2 separate regions of the Oryctolagus cuniculus genome follow, and region 2 is linked to region 1. Evidence: chromatin contacts called from public Micro-C data. All regions are on one chromosome and are shown on one strand. Each heading gives the region's core, a stretch centred on a gene start, on an enhancer-like site or on the middle of the called end of the contact. The rest is flanking DNA. Distances are from core to core; before and after follow the strand shown.

Region 1 (5,359 bases), core at 2,392-4,891:
CGTGGTAGACAGTTCCTTCTCAGGCCTCTCGGTGAGCGCAGTATCCGAACTGACTCTTAAATTCTGTGGATAGCCGGTGCCGCGGCTCACTAGACTAATCCTCCGCCTTGCGGCGCCGGCACACCGGGTTCTAGTCCCGGTCGGGGCGCCGGATTCTGTCCCGGTTGCCCCTCTTCCAGGCCAGCTCTCTGCTGTGGCCAGGGAAGTGCAGTGGAGGATGGCCCAGGTGCTTGGGCCCTGCACCCCATGGGAGACCAGGAGAAGTACCTGGCTCCTGCCATCGGATCAGCGAGGTGCGCCGGCCGCAGCGCACTGGCCGCGGCGGCCATTGGAGGGTGAACCAACAGCAAAGGAAGACCTTTCTCTCTGTCTCTCTCTCTCACTGTCCACTCTGCCTGTCGAAAAAAAAAAAAAGTCTTAAAAAAAAAAATTCTGTGGATAGCTCGTGTCCACGTTTGCTTTCTGTGCAGCAGAGCCGCATCTGCTGCCAGTGCCAGCAGGCAAGATCTTCCTGACCGGCGGCTCCCAGCAGGGCTGCTCCCAGCTTGGCAGCTGTCTCAGTGGACGTCTGGGGAAGCTAGTAGAAAGTATACATTCACCCTGTCCCATCTCCTTACCCGGTGAGAGTTAGCGCTGTCTCTCCTGCCTGTGCTGCCTTATTTGTGGTCCTCCTCAGAGAGGAAACGGGCTGAGCCCTGCCTACAGCCTGGGCTGCTGCAGTGTGTGGCGATCACGACCCCTCAGCCCCCTCTAATGCTCATGCCTGCACCATGCCCTGTTGGGAGGAAGACTGAGGGAAGTGCGTACGTAATGCCTAAAAGAAGGCTCAGGTTGGTCACCTAGGAGTGATCCCAGTCTTGGTGTGGACTTGGAAAGGATTCCGTAGGGTCTTTGGAAGTGGGCGGAGGCAGTAGGGAAACAGATTAAGCAGAGAGACCAGGTTGGGGCTCCTCTAGGAAGCGTGGCTCGGAGGCTCTGGTTCAGTGCCAAAGGCAAAGGCCACTGATGGTCTTGGGAGGCCATGTGAAGTGAAGACGGATTGAAGGGTTGTCCTCTCCTCACAGGCGATGGGGGGATGAGGGCACACAGTGAGGTGTTGGGATGTTTCTGCCTTCCCTAAAAACTTTCATATTGTGGTGCCCAGTGATCTGCTGTCCGTTCTTCACGCTGTTAAAATCAAACGAGGGTCGAACGTCCCTTGCGGTTTGGGACTTGCGCGTATGTGTCGGAGCACCGGGCCTCAATTCTGTCTGTGCTCCCAATTCTAGCTGCCGGCTAGCGGGCTCGAGGCAGTGGTGATGGCGCAGGTAGCTGCATTTCTGCCATTCGTGTGGGAGCCCAGATTGAGTTCCAGCTCTGATTGGCCTGCCCAGCTTTGCCTGTTGTAGGCATTTGGAGAACGAACCAGTGGATGGGTGCGGGTGGGGGCGAGGGGGAGCTCGCTTCAGTGCGCTCACCATCTTGCTCTCTTTTCCCTCTCCCCTACCCTCTCCCTCCCCATTCCCTTCTCTCCTTCCCCCTCCTCTCTGCCTTTCAAAGTAATTAATTAAAAATTGAAACCAAGCCGAGTAGATGTTTTAGGGGATTTTCTTTATGCCCTTGGGCACGTGGGATCACTGGCCAGCTGATTGAGCACTAACGTGTCTGAGAATGTCAACCATCGACGTGCACCGTCCCTTCGGTGGGTGGTAGCTCTCTTCTTGGAGACCAAGTCCGAGAGCCCTCCGTCCCGGGCAGCTGCACACTCGATTGCTTTGTGCTGACGAAGCTTGCTTTCGTTTGCTCAGGTCCTAATGCCGGCCTCGATGGTCTTATTCCGTGGACGAGGTTCTGCAAGGTGGGTAGCGGGCGAGTGTTGCGCTCTGTGGGGGCGGTTACTTCACTGTTTGCTTTTCTTGGCATTCTCACCAGGCCCTCCAAGCCCCAGGGCACGCTGTGCAGGAGGCTGGTCTCCAAGCCAGAGCCTCACAGGAAGCACCTGCCGGGTGATAACATTTTTTCACACCCGAAATGAGCCTTCTGTTAGCTCACTTCAGCCCCTTGCCTGGCAGCGTTTTGGGCCCCTTGATGTGAACTGTGTGCTTGGGGCTGTGTGAGTTTCCCTGGCCTTGCAGGAGCAGACAGGGTTCAGACTCTGCGGGGGTCACCCAGACTGTGGCCTGCCAGCTGTCCTGGCCCTTCCTGGTGTGGGGCAGCTGCTGCTTCTGTCCCCCCACCCCACGCCCGGAGATTATTCCTGACTGTTTTGCTACTGGGTGTGGAGGGAAGTGGATCCCAGCCCAGGGAAATGGAAGAGAGAAGAGCTCCAGGTCCGAAGGCTGATAAGGGAGAGGGCCCCTGCAGCCATCCGTCAGCGTGGGTTCTTTGGGTTTGATGGGGACACTTGGGTCTTTGGCAGCTGGCCCGGGTCGGGGGTGGAGGGGCAGTGGGAGGGGCATGACAAGTTACTATCTTGGATTTCTTTGTTCCTAATGTGTACCTTTGTATACTTTCAGGAAAATATAAGTGACAAAAATTTCTCCTTCTGGCTGTGGATTGAAAACATCCTAGAACTGATTAAAAAGCACCTGCTGTGTCTATGGAATGATGGGTAAGAGCCCCCGATGGGTGTGCCCTTGACACCTGTTCATTGCACGACCTAACCTTCCCCAAGCTGGTCTCCGTTACTTGACGAGACCTGTCCCTTCCAGGCTTCATGGGTGGACCCTCACGAGGTTAAACTGATACTTTTCTTTGTGTTTGTTTAATGGGAAGGACTCGAAAAAGTTCATGGGAAAGTGGAATTAAAAGTTTGACTTGATTTTGATACAGAAAAACTTCAGTGCAAAGGAAATGTTTTTTATACTATGTGGAAAATATAAAGTATGAAAAAGCTATGCATAGATTTTGAAATTATTTTTGCACCAACAGAAATGCATACTTTAAATGCCTCCTTTGTCCACATTTTGAAGTACATGCAACAAAAGTTTCTTGAGGGCCTACTATGTTGTCCCTGAAGAAGGAAAATCCCTTTTTAACTTAGCAAATTGTTTCTATCTAACTTATTCTAAAGATCAGCCATATTTCAGCAAAAGCTTTAAATTGATCAAAAGGGCCAGAATATGCAAATTTACTCAAGTCTTCCTGTCCAGAATAAAAGTTGCATAAATTGAGAGCTTTTCGTGGCTTTTAGGATCACCAAGTGGCAATAAAAGGCTCGTGAGTCCAGCATGTGTTCATTGAGCACCTGTTCATCCCACTTACGCCATGCTCATGGGTGCGTTTCCTTTTTTACTTAAGCATGTGCAAGCATACGTGAAACGCGCCCTTAAATGTGAAAGACGTGCAAAAACTGTCCATCCAGCCATTTCTGGCCTCTGGTCTCTGGTCAAGTCCCCATCACTTTCTTGGTTTGTAAAGTGAACACGAACGTTAAAGCTGTGATTGAACCGGAGCCCCTCCCTCCACCTCTGCTTGTCCAGGTGCATCATGGGCTTCATCAGCAAGGAGCGAGAGCGCGCCCTGCTGAAGGACCAGCAGCCCGGCACGTTCCTGCTGCGGTTCAGCGAGAGCAGCCGGGAAGGCGCCATCACGTTCACGTGGGTGGAGCGGTCCCAGAACGGAGGCGGTGAGTGCAGGGCAGTGGGGCTCACTCTGTGACCTCCTTCACAGCTCAGGCGCGCGGTGGGATTGCAGAGCCCCCGCTCCCCCGGCTGAGCCCCTGCATATGGTTTACAAAACCACTGTGGACAGTGGGGGCTCGCGCCTGGAACAGATCGGGGAAGTGATAGGTTTTTTTCAGACAAGGCCAAATCCTTTCCTTTTGGTCCAGTTTATTATCTGTGGATCAAGGATGTGACTCAACATCATCTGCAGCCAGGACTTGGAAGGAGTTGCGTTCCCCACGGGCATGATGTCGGCTTCCACCTCGCCTAGCGTAACCCCAGAGTGGAACGCACGGTGGAGGACGGGCCTTGGGAGAAGAGCCCGCGGGCGATTTACACGCCCCGAGCGGGCGTGTGTGCTCAGGGGCTCTCGGGAGGAGCTGCAGCTGTAAATTTGTCTTTCTCCTAAATTGGATGAAGGAGTCCTTGGCTAAACGACTCCAGAAAACCTTGGCATTATAAAGCGGATTTGTGAGGAGAAGGCTGAACAGCACAGATGAAAAATGTTAGCAGCAGAGCGGCCCCTGTTTTGTTGATTTGAGTCCGCTGTGTTTGAAGACTAGACAAGCCGGCTGTGCCAGCGACTCCTGTGCTTTGCGTGGGTAGAAGTGAAAGGACAGGATCCTTTTCTTGTTCTGCTTATATTTTTTCCCCATGATGAAAAAGCCGGGGCTGGGATCAGATCATGGTCTAGGCAGGTGCAGGCTCCTGCCTTCTCTTTTCCCTGATAGTTCATTTTCTGAACCAGCTGAGAGACGGAGCCAGCAAAGCACTCAGAGGTAGAAAACCCTTGGTGCAGGCTGTACAAGCTGCTCAGTGGACCGCTTTGTCCAGATTCATAAATCTAAGCAGATAGTGAGACGTGCTGTGTTTTAAAGTAGTGATTGCCTTTATTTTTCCTATTTGAAAGAATTAGAATTTATGTAGGAATAAAACTGTCCTCCATCAGTGTTGTAACTCCTAGAGTGTGATTAGCTCGTACCGGGTGCAGTCAAATCCACAAACTGTGCCGTGTTTTATGCTCTCTTGTTTGGCATGTTTCCCAGGACTCACTTGGTTCTTCTCCTTTCTAGAACCTTATTTCCATGCGGTTGAGCCCTACACGAAGAAAGAACTTTCTGCTGTGACTTTCCCTGATATCATCCGCAATTACAAAGTCATGGCTGCCGAGAATATTCCTGAGAACCCCCTGAAGTATCTGTATCCAAATATTGACAAGGACCATGCCTTCGGGAAGTATTACTCCAGGCCAAAGGAAGGTGAGTGGGGTTGCGAGGAGAGCAGCACACGCGGTCCCCCGGTCCCCTGGTGCTGAAGGGCTGGCTCGCCGGCAGCGTCAGCAGCCACACTGCCTTTGTCTTCAAGGGGAAGGAGCCAGCACAGGCTCCACCCAGCCTGTGACATGAACCCCCCACTCCCTTTGAACTGCTACAGGCTGCATGCATGCATGCACAGGGTGGTGTGAGCTCAGTGCAGCTGAAGTACAGTCATTATTTGGTCTGATACAGTCAGTGAGAAACGAATGGTTAATCTCCTATTTTAGGGGTGTTGGAAATGTCCATTTGTGGTTTGTGTATCTGTTACACATCACTTTTTCCACGTGGAAAGCGGTAAAGTGTAGGGGACGTGGCCAACTTGCTCGTGTTAAACTTGAGGAAATGGAGGCCAGGGAGGCGTGGAGTGGTTGATTCAGGCTGACCCAGTTAGTCACTAGA
Region 2 (6,098 bases), core at 1,481-3,980, 190 kb after region 1:
TCAGCTTATGTAGACAGAATTTTAGTCAGTATCATATTCTGCAGTGTCTTAGGGCTGACTTTGTATATGGAAGTCAGCCAGATCTCATGGGTAGATCATTAAACTAGGATTCTTTTCTTGGCACCCTAGTACCTTAATATGTGACCTTGACCTAAGGCAGGCCATCAATCTGTCAAGAGGAATGACTCCAGGGATAAGGGCCTGCTACCTCTACCTAGAGGATGGCTCTTCAGAAAAGAGACAATATAATCCTTTCTGCTATCTGCATGCTTAGAGAGACTGTTGGGAGAATTATAAAGATCATATCTATGGAGGACTTTGAGCTCCTTCAATAAAAATGTGGTATAAATATAACTTAAGGAATTCTAGTAGACAATATTGTGACATTGTGTATCAATATTTGTATCTCTAGTTAGATTTTTTTTAACGTGGCTTATGTCCAGAGACAGGCACAGGTATAGATAGAAAATTCTCAATACTGAATGCTTAGTTCAATCCCATCCTTCAAAACAAGGGCATAGATTATGTTTTCTTCAGAGCTCAAGGACCTGAACTGTAGGTTTCCCTTATAATGATTAAAGCTAAATGTAGGTGAGACTAATGTGACAACTATTCTATGAAGAGTTTTATATATAGTCTGAATGATTCATATGATGCATCTTTCAGTGAGAGAATTGTAAACCAACGTTATTTCAAGTGTTACTTCCATGTTACTTAAAGTTCTATGTTTTACATCATTATACAGGATTTCACATTATTGTGCAATACTATGAAATATGATTTTGTTTCTAATAGCTTATTATGGGTTATTTAATTCAGAGAATAGGATCAAAGCACTGAAATGGGGACATTCATGAACTTTGATGAAGAAATGGTCATTTAGATTGTGTGCGCATCTGTGGGTTTCCTCTAAGTTTGAAACATGAAGTGGTTATATAAAATGGACTCCTAAATGGAAAAAAGATGAAAATAACTGAATATTTCAAAAACACAGTGTGAAATCAGTAGTATATTCAGTAGAGGTGACAGGGAACAAAGTTGTAGAGAAGAAAAGAGAACAAGAAAATCAGGAAGCAGTAAAAATACTGATTGGGGTCAGGCGGTAACAGTAAAATCAAGAAACTTGAATCTGATAGAAAAAAGCCATGAGAAGCTATAAAAGGGGCATTTGAAATAGGAAATGATGTGAGAGGAGAAGATAATTTTAGTATGGTTAAAGGAGGTAGCAGCTGTGGGTGTTGAAGAGAAAGGATTAATTTTAAATGTGTCTCAGAAGTAAGAGAAAAGACATTTTCTTTGAAGAGCAGGGGAAGAATGATGAGGCAAATCTTGTTGAGTGTTGTGTGGTTATTTCAAGCAAAAGTCCATTTAGATCATTATGTCCACTTTTGGACACCGTAGTCTCATAGGTGCATTCATGAACTGGCCATTCAAAGCACTAGAGTAGTGTAACATGTGTCAACAGTGCCTCCACTCAGTTAGGGTGACTGGGCACCTGTCTTCAGGTACCTGTAGGTCTGCCACAGAAAGACCACACTTGGTTCTCCATTGGTCAAAAGAAATAAATGGATGCTGGGAAAGTTTTGAGCATATTTTGCTCAACAGAATATTCTGACAAATTGATGTGCCCTGTACATGTTTTCCCATCTTTGCAAATATTGAAATTGGAGAAAATTTAATAACCCCACAAATGGATAGAAGGATCTTGCTCATTTTAGAAGGTTCTCCCTGGCTGGAGGAACATGTGGCCTGTAGACAGAGAACCCGGTTCTCACACCCATGGTGCTGCATGCTCATCTTTTACTGGGGGCTGCTCTCCCCTCACACCACCTGCCAGGAGGGAAGAACCAGACACGTTTGCCACAGTAAATTGGCAGCTACGTTCAGTGTCATCTCCAGTTCTTTACTTCTCTTCACTCATCCATTAATTTTGGAAACAAAAGCTCAAGTTTTTGAAGGCTCTCTTTCCTCTGATAATTATATCATGGTATCAATCAGGGTCCAAGCAGAAACTGGGTGGGTGTTCAAACTGGGTTCCTTTGTAAGGAAAGTATTTACAGAAGTGTGAGCAGAAAACTAGCAAACCGCAGGGGTTGGGGCATAGTGGGCTAAGCCACCTCTTGGGGCTCCCACATCCCATGTTGGAGTGCCTCGTTTGAGACCCGGCTACCCCGCACTTTTGATCCAGTTTTCTGTTAATGCATCTGGGAGCCAGCAAATGATGGCTCAAGTTCTGGAGTCCATGCCACCCACATGGAATATCAGAATGGAGTTCCTTTTTCCTGGTTCAAGCCTGGCCTAGCCCTGGCTATTACAGGCATTTGGGAAGTGAGTCATCAGATAGAAGCTGTCTTTCTCTCCGTATCTCCTTCTCTCTGTCACTCAGTCTTTCAAACAAATAACTACATCTTAAAGAAAGCCAACAAAGGATTGCACAGTCTCCCTGGCTGGAGACTTGGGGACCATTACCTTCCCAGGCCTAAAAATCAAGGAGATGGAGCTGTTTCCAGGCCTTGGGGAGGGTGGTTGTAAGGAGAGGAGAAGAGAAGAGGCTGCAGCCAACACAGAGAACAAGGTGTAGAAATATCCCATCTTGCTCTTCTTTGGCTGGTACCTCCCAATGGCCAAACCCATCCATGAGCTGGGCATGACGAGAGCCAAATATCTGTCTGGGTCAGCCTCCTGGGGTGCATACAGCAGGGTGGAGCCGAGGACAATGAATCTGTAGGGCTAATGGAAGAAACGACAGAAAGCAAATACTTCCTGAAGGTATCACTGGTGCTTAAGACAGTATTCGTACCAATAGGAGTGGGGCAAAGTATTCTGGAAGAGCTCAGGGACTCAACCCTCTCTGAGCCACCCCAAGGTCATGACTGCCAGGGTCACTGTCCTCTATGGGATTTTGTTTTTCCTCATAGCAGTGTTTGGTCCCCTCTGCCTTCAAGGAAAGGATGCACCCTGAATTTGCAAACAGGAGGACATGGCCTTCGTTTAAGTGGATATTAGATTTTTCCCACCCTGAAGCATTGAGTGCGGCTGAGAAACACTTAATCAGAGCAGGGTAGATCTACTGTGAAGTAAATGAAACCTAAGTTTCAGTTCCCTTATTTGCATGGGCCTCTGTGGGCATTGCTGGAGGCTGTAGCACAATTGCAGCTGGGGAGGGAAGTCAAGTTGCTGTTTCTGTATAAGCATTTCTGGCGAAACACCAGAGATGTCAGAGGAAAGGAATTTGGACTTTCAAGGCTCTGCTAGCTTATTGTGAATCCTTTTCTTTTCTTTCATATTCTTTCTGTAATTCTTTTCTAAATTTGTTTGTGTGATTGTTATTCTTTTTCTTAAAAAAGGATCAACAAGGGGCCTGGCATTGTGGTGTAGTGAGTTAAACTGCCACCTATAGTGCTGGCATCCCATATGGGCACCGGTTCAAGTCCTGACTGCTCCACTTCTGATCCAGCTCTCTGCTATGGCCTGAGAAAGCAGTAGAAGATGGCCCAAGTCTTTAGGCCTCTGCACCCGCATGGGAGACCCGGACGAAGCTTCTGGCTCCTGGCTTCAGCTCAGCTCAGCTCTGGCCATTATGACCATTTAGGGTGAGAACTAGTGGATGGAAGACCTTTGTCTCTCTGCTTCTGTCTCTCTGTTAACTCTTTCAAATAAATAAATAAATCTTAAAAAAAAAGCAATCATGGTGATTGGTGACCTCACCTATCTTGATCACTTTCCAGTGGGCTCTACCTCTTAAAACTCCACTACCTCTCAACTCTTGCCGTACCCACTCAGCTTCTAGCACAAGAGCCTTTGGGGAATGCACTCCTTTGGGAAATATACTCATAGCCAAACCCCAGCAACATACAAATCATTCAACAGGAATCACATCACTTCCTCATTTAGCATTCATTTGCTCACACTTCCTTTTGCCCTGTGTCATGCCTACCTTTTCTAAGGCTGCGTGTGCATTTATAGGTGTTCTGTGGTGCCACTCCCTATGTGCTAGACCGAATGCCTTGCACTTATCTTGACCTCACTTAACTTATATAGAGAGAAAATCTTCCATCCACTGATTCACTCCATGCATGGCTACAACAGCCAGGACTAAGCCAAGTCAATGTCCTTACCCCTATTTCATGGGTATAGAAAGCGAGCCCCAAGGAGGGCAAGCAAGTTGCCCAAAGTTGGAGCCAGAGCTATGGCATAGTGGGTAAACCCACCATCTGTGATGCCAGCATCCCATTTGGATACCAGTTTGAGTCCTGGCTGCTCCACTTCTGATCCAGCTCCCTGCTAATGGCCTAGGGAAAGCAGTGGAAGATGGCCCAAGTGCTTGGGACCCTGCATCCAGGTGGGAGACCCAGAAGAAGCTCCTGGCTCCTGGCTTTGACTTGGCTTAGTCCTGGCTGTTGTAGCCATGCATGGAGTGAATCAGTGGATGGAAGATTTTCTCTCTCTCTCTCTCTCCTCTACCTCTCTCTCTTTCTGCACCTCTGATTTTCAAATAAATAAATCTTCTTCTTTTTTTAAAAAATAAAGCTGCCCAAGGTTGCAGATTTGGTGTCAGTAAGTCCCTGTATGACTTGAGCCCAGGTGTCTCTGACCGCAGAGTCCATGCTTTTCATCACTGTGCCACTGTGTCCGACTGGCCATCTGCAGGAGGGTCTCTGGATGTCCATTTAAAGTGAGTGTTCCCAGATCCCACCCTCTATCAGTTAAGACTGATGAAAGAGAGTCAATGATATGACCTGGTGAGGAAATATTCTAGACAGAGAGAACAGTGTCAGATCATGAGGACCTGGAGGCTCTGGGTTTCTCATCGAGGCTGGTGCAAAGCTCCCGGAGAGTTCTAAGCTGAAGCAGAGCAAAGCCTGCCCTACATTTTCACAGATGGCGAGTTCTGCTAAAGCCTCCCAGAGCCGTGGAGTCGGTGCAGACAGCTGCTGCCCAGCTAGGGTCTTCCTTTCTTCTAGAGAGGCCATGGATGAAATCTCACACAGCAACGTGAGCAGGACTGATTGACAGGTGCCTCTGGGGCAGAGGCATTGAAGGAGCAGATGCACCTGCTTCACTCTCTCTTTGCCCTTCAGTGGGATGTTGACTCCAGTTAGTAAAGATGACTGGGATTTGCCTTGTCCCAGCCTGGCACTGACAAGGGTCCTGCATGGGAGTATTAGGTGAATGAAAAATGAAATTGATATTATTCAGACTTGGGGACTTCCTTGTTACAGTAACTCTATTACCTTAGATGACATATTTGCCAACATCATTTTGGCTGCTGAGTGAATAGCCTGGAGGGGGAAGCCGGTGGAGGCAAGGAAGGGAGAAGGGAGCGTAGGTAGGGGTGGGAAGGGGAGAGCTTTGATGTATTTTGGAATAACTTACCTCCTACACCAGCAAGATGTGCAGTCCAATTGGATGTTGGACAGAGTAGGAAAGAGGAACCAAGAGTTGAAAAGTTCTTGGCTTGAATCCACTAAAAATACAGAGATTGCCCTCTTCGGGGATGGGACCAGAGAGTACTTGGAACCCTTCTTCATGTGCGGTTCTCCTAGTCTGCAACTGGCTTGAAATAATCTCCTGGTTGTGGCCTCATCCATGCCCTACAGACATCGCAGGTATTTCATACATCGATGCACAAAGGAAAACTCCTGCTATGCACTCTCTCAGGCCGAACACATGGCACCTTCATAAACTGAAAATTGTCAACCTGAAAAATGGTGATTTTAACCTCCAGTGGATTTAAGTTGCTTCTCTCCTTCCTAGGCCAGAGGGCAGAGCGAGAAGGACTGTGACTTTCATGTCTGCAATTAGGAAGTAAAGGGGATGGTGCTAATGACAGTTTCTGTTAGTTCTAGGCAGGCCTTGATTTGGAGTAGGGTTGCAACACACTTTATGACCCTAACAGCTCTGGTGCACTTTGTGTTTATTGCTTCCTCTTCTCTCTGTAGTCTCTGCATGTGGAGTCCACTCAGAGCCATAGGGTTCTGTCTGTTTACCTCCTTCTGCACTGGCCTTTACTTCCCACAGTGCTGGGAAGAGCTGGGTAACCAGAACTTTGTTGCAAGGTAACACCCCAGGAAAGAGGGACAGGGTAGAGGGAAAAG

The links. A called contact is a pair of places that touch in the nucleus more often than the background predicts.
Region 2: a contact with region 1 is called in a Micro-C map of ear pinna, with 2.3 times the contacts expected there. The contact joins two enhancer-like sites. A contact is called at or near these places in 4 of 6 Hi-C or Micro-C datasets (ear pinna, embryonic fibroblasts, psoas muscle and 1 more).

Annotation. Positions count from the first base shown.
Region 1 is chr3:49,328,005-49,333,363 of mOryCun1.1, forward strand. STAT1 (signal transducer and activator of transcription 1) reads left to right here. Exons shown (of 25, transcript XM_002712346.5): 19 at 1,788-1,837; 20 at 2,496-2,590; 21 at 3,462-3,607; 22 at 4,718-4,903. Among named protein-coding and RNA genes, the nearest start is that of STAT1, 36 kb to the left of the region's middle. Within about 2 kb of position 3,642, at least 1 of the 8 cell types and tissues checked has an H3K27ac peak or open chromatin away from gene starts, as enhancers often do. A contact at or near this core is called in ear pinna, where this site is marked.
Region 2 is chr3:49,516,196-49,522,293 of mOryCun1.1, forward strand. No RefSeq gene overlaps it. Among named protein-coding and RNA genes, the nearest start is that of GLS, 83 kb to the left of the region's middle. Within about 2 kb of position 2,731, at least 2 of the 8 cell types and tissues checked have an H3K27ac peak or open chromatin away from gene starts, as enhancers often do. A contact at or near this core is called in ear pinna, where this site is marked.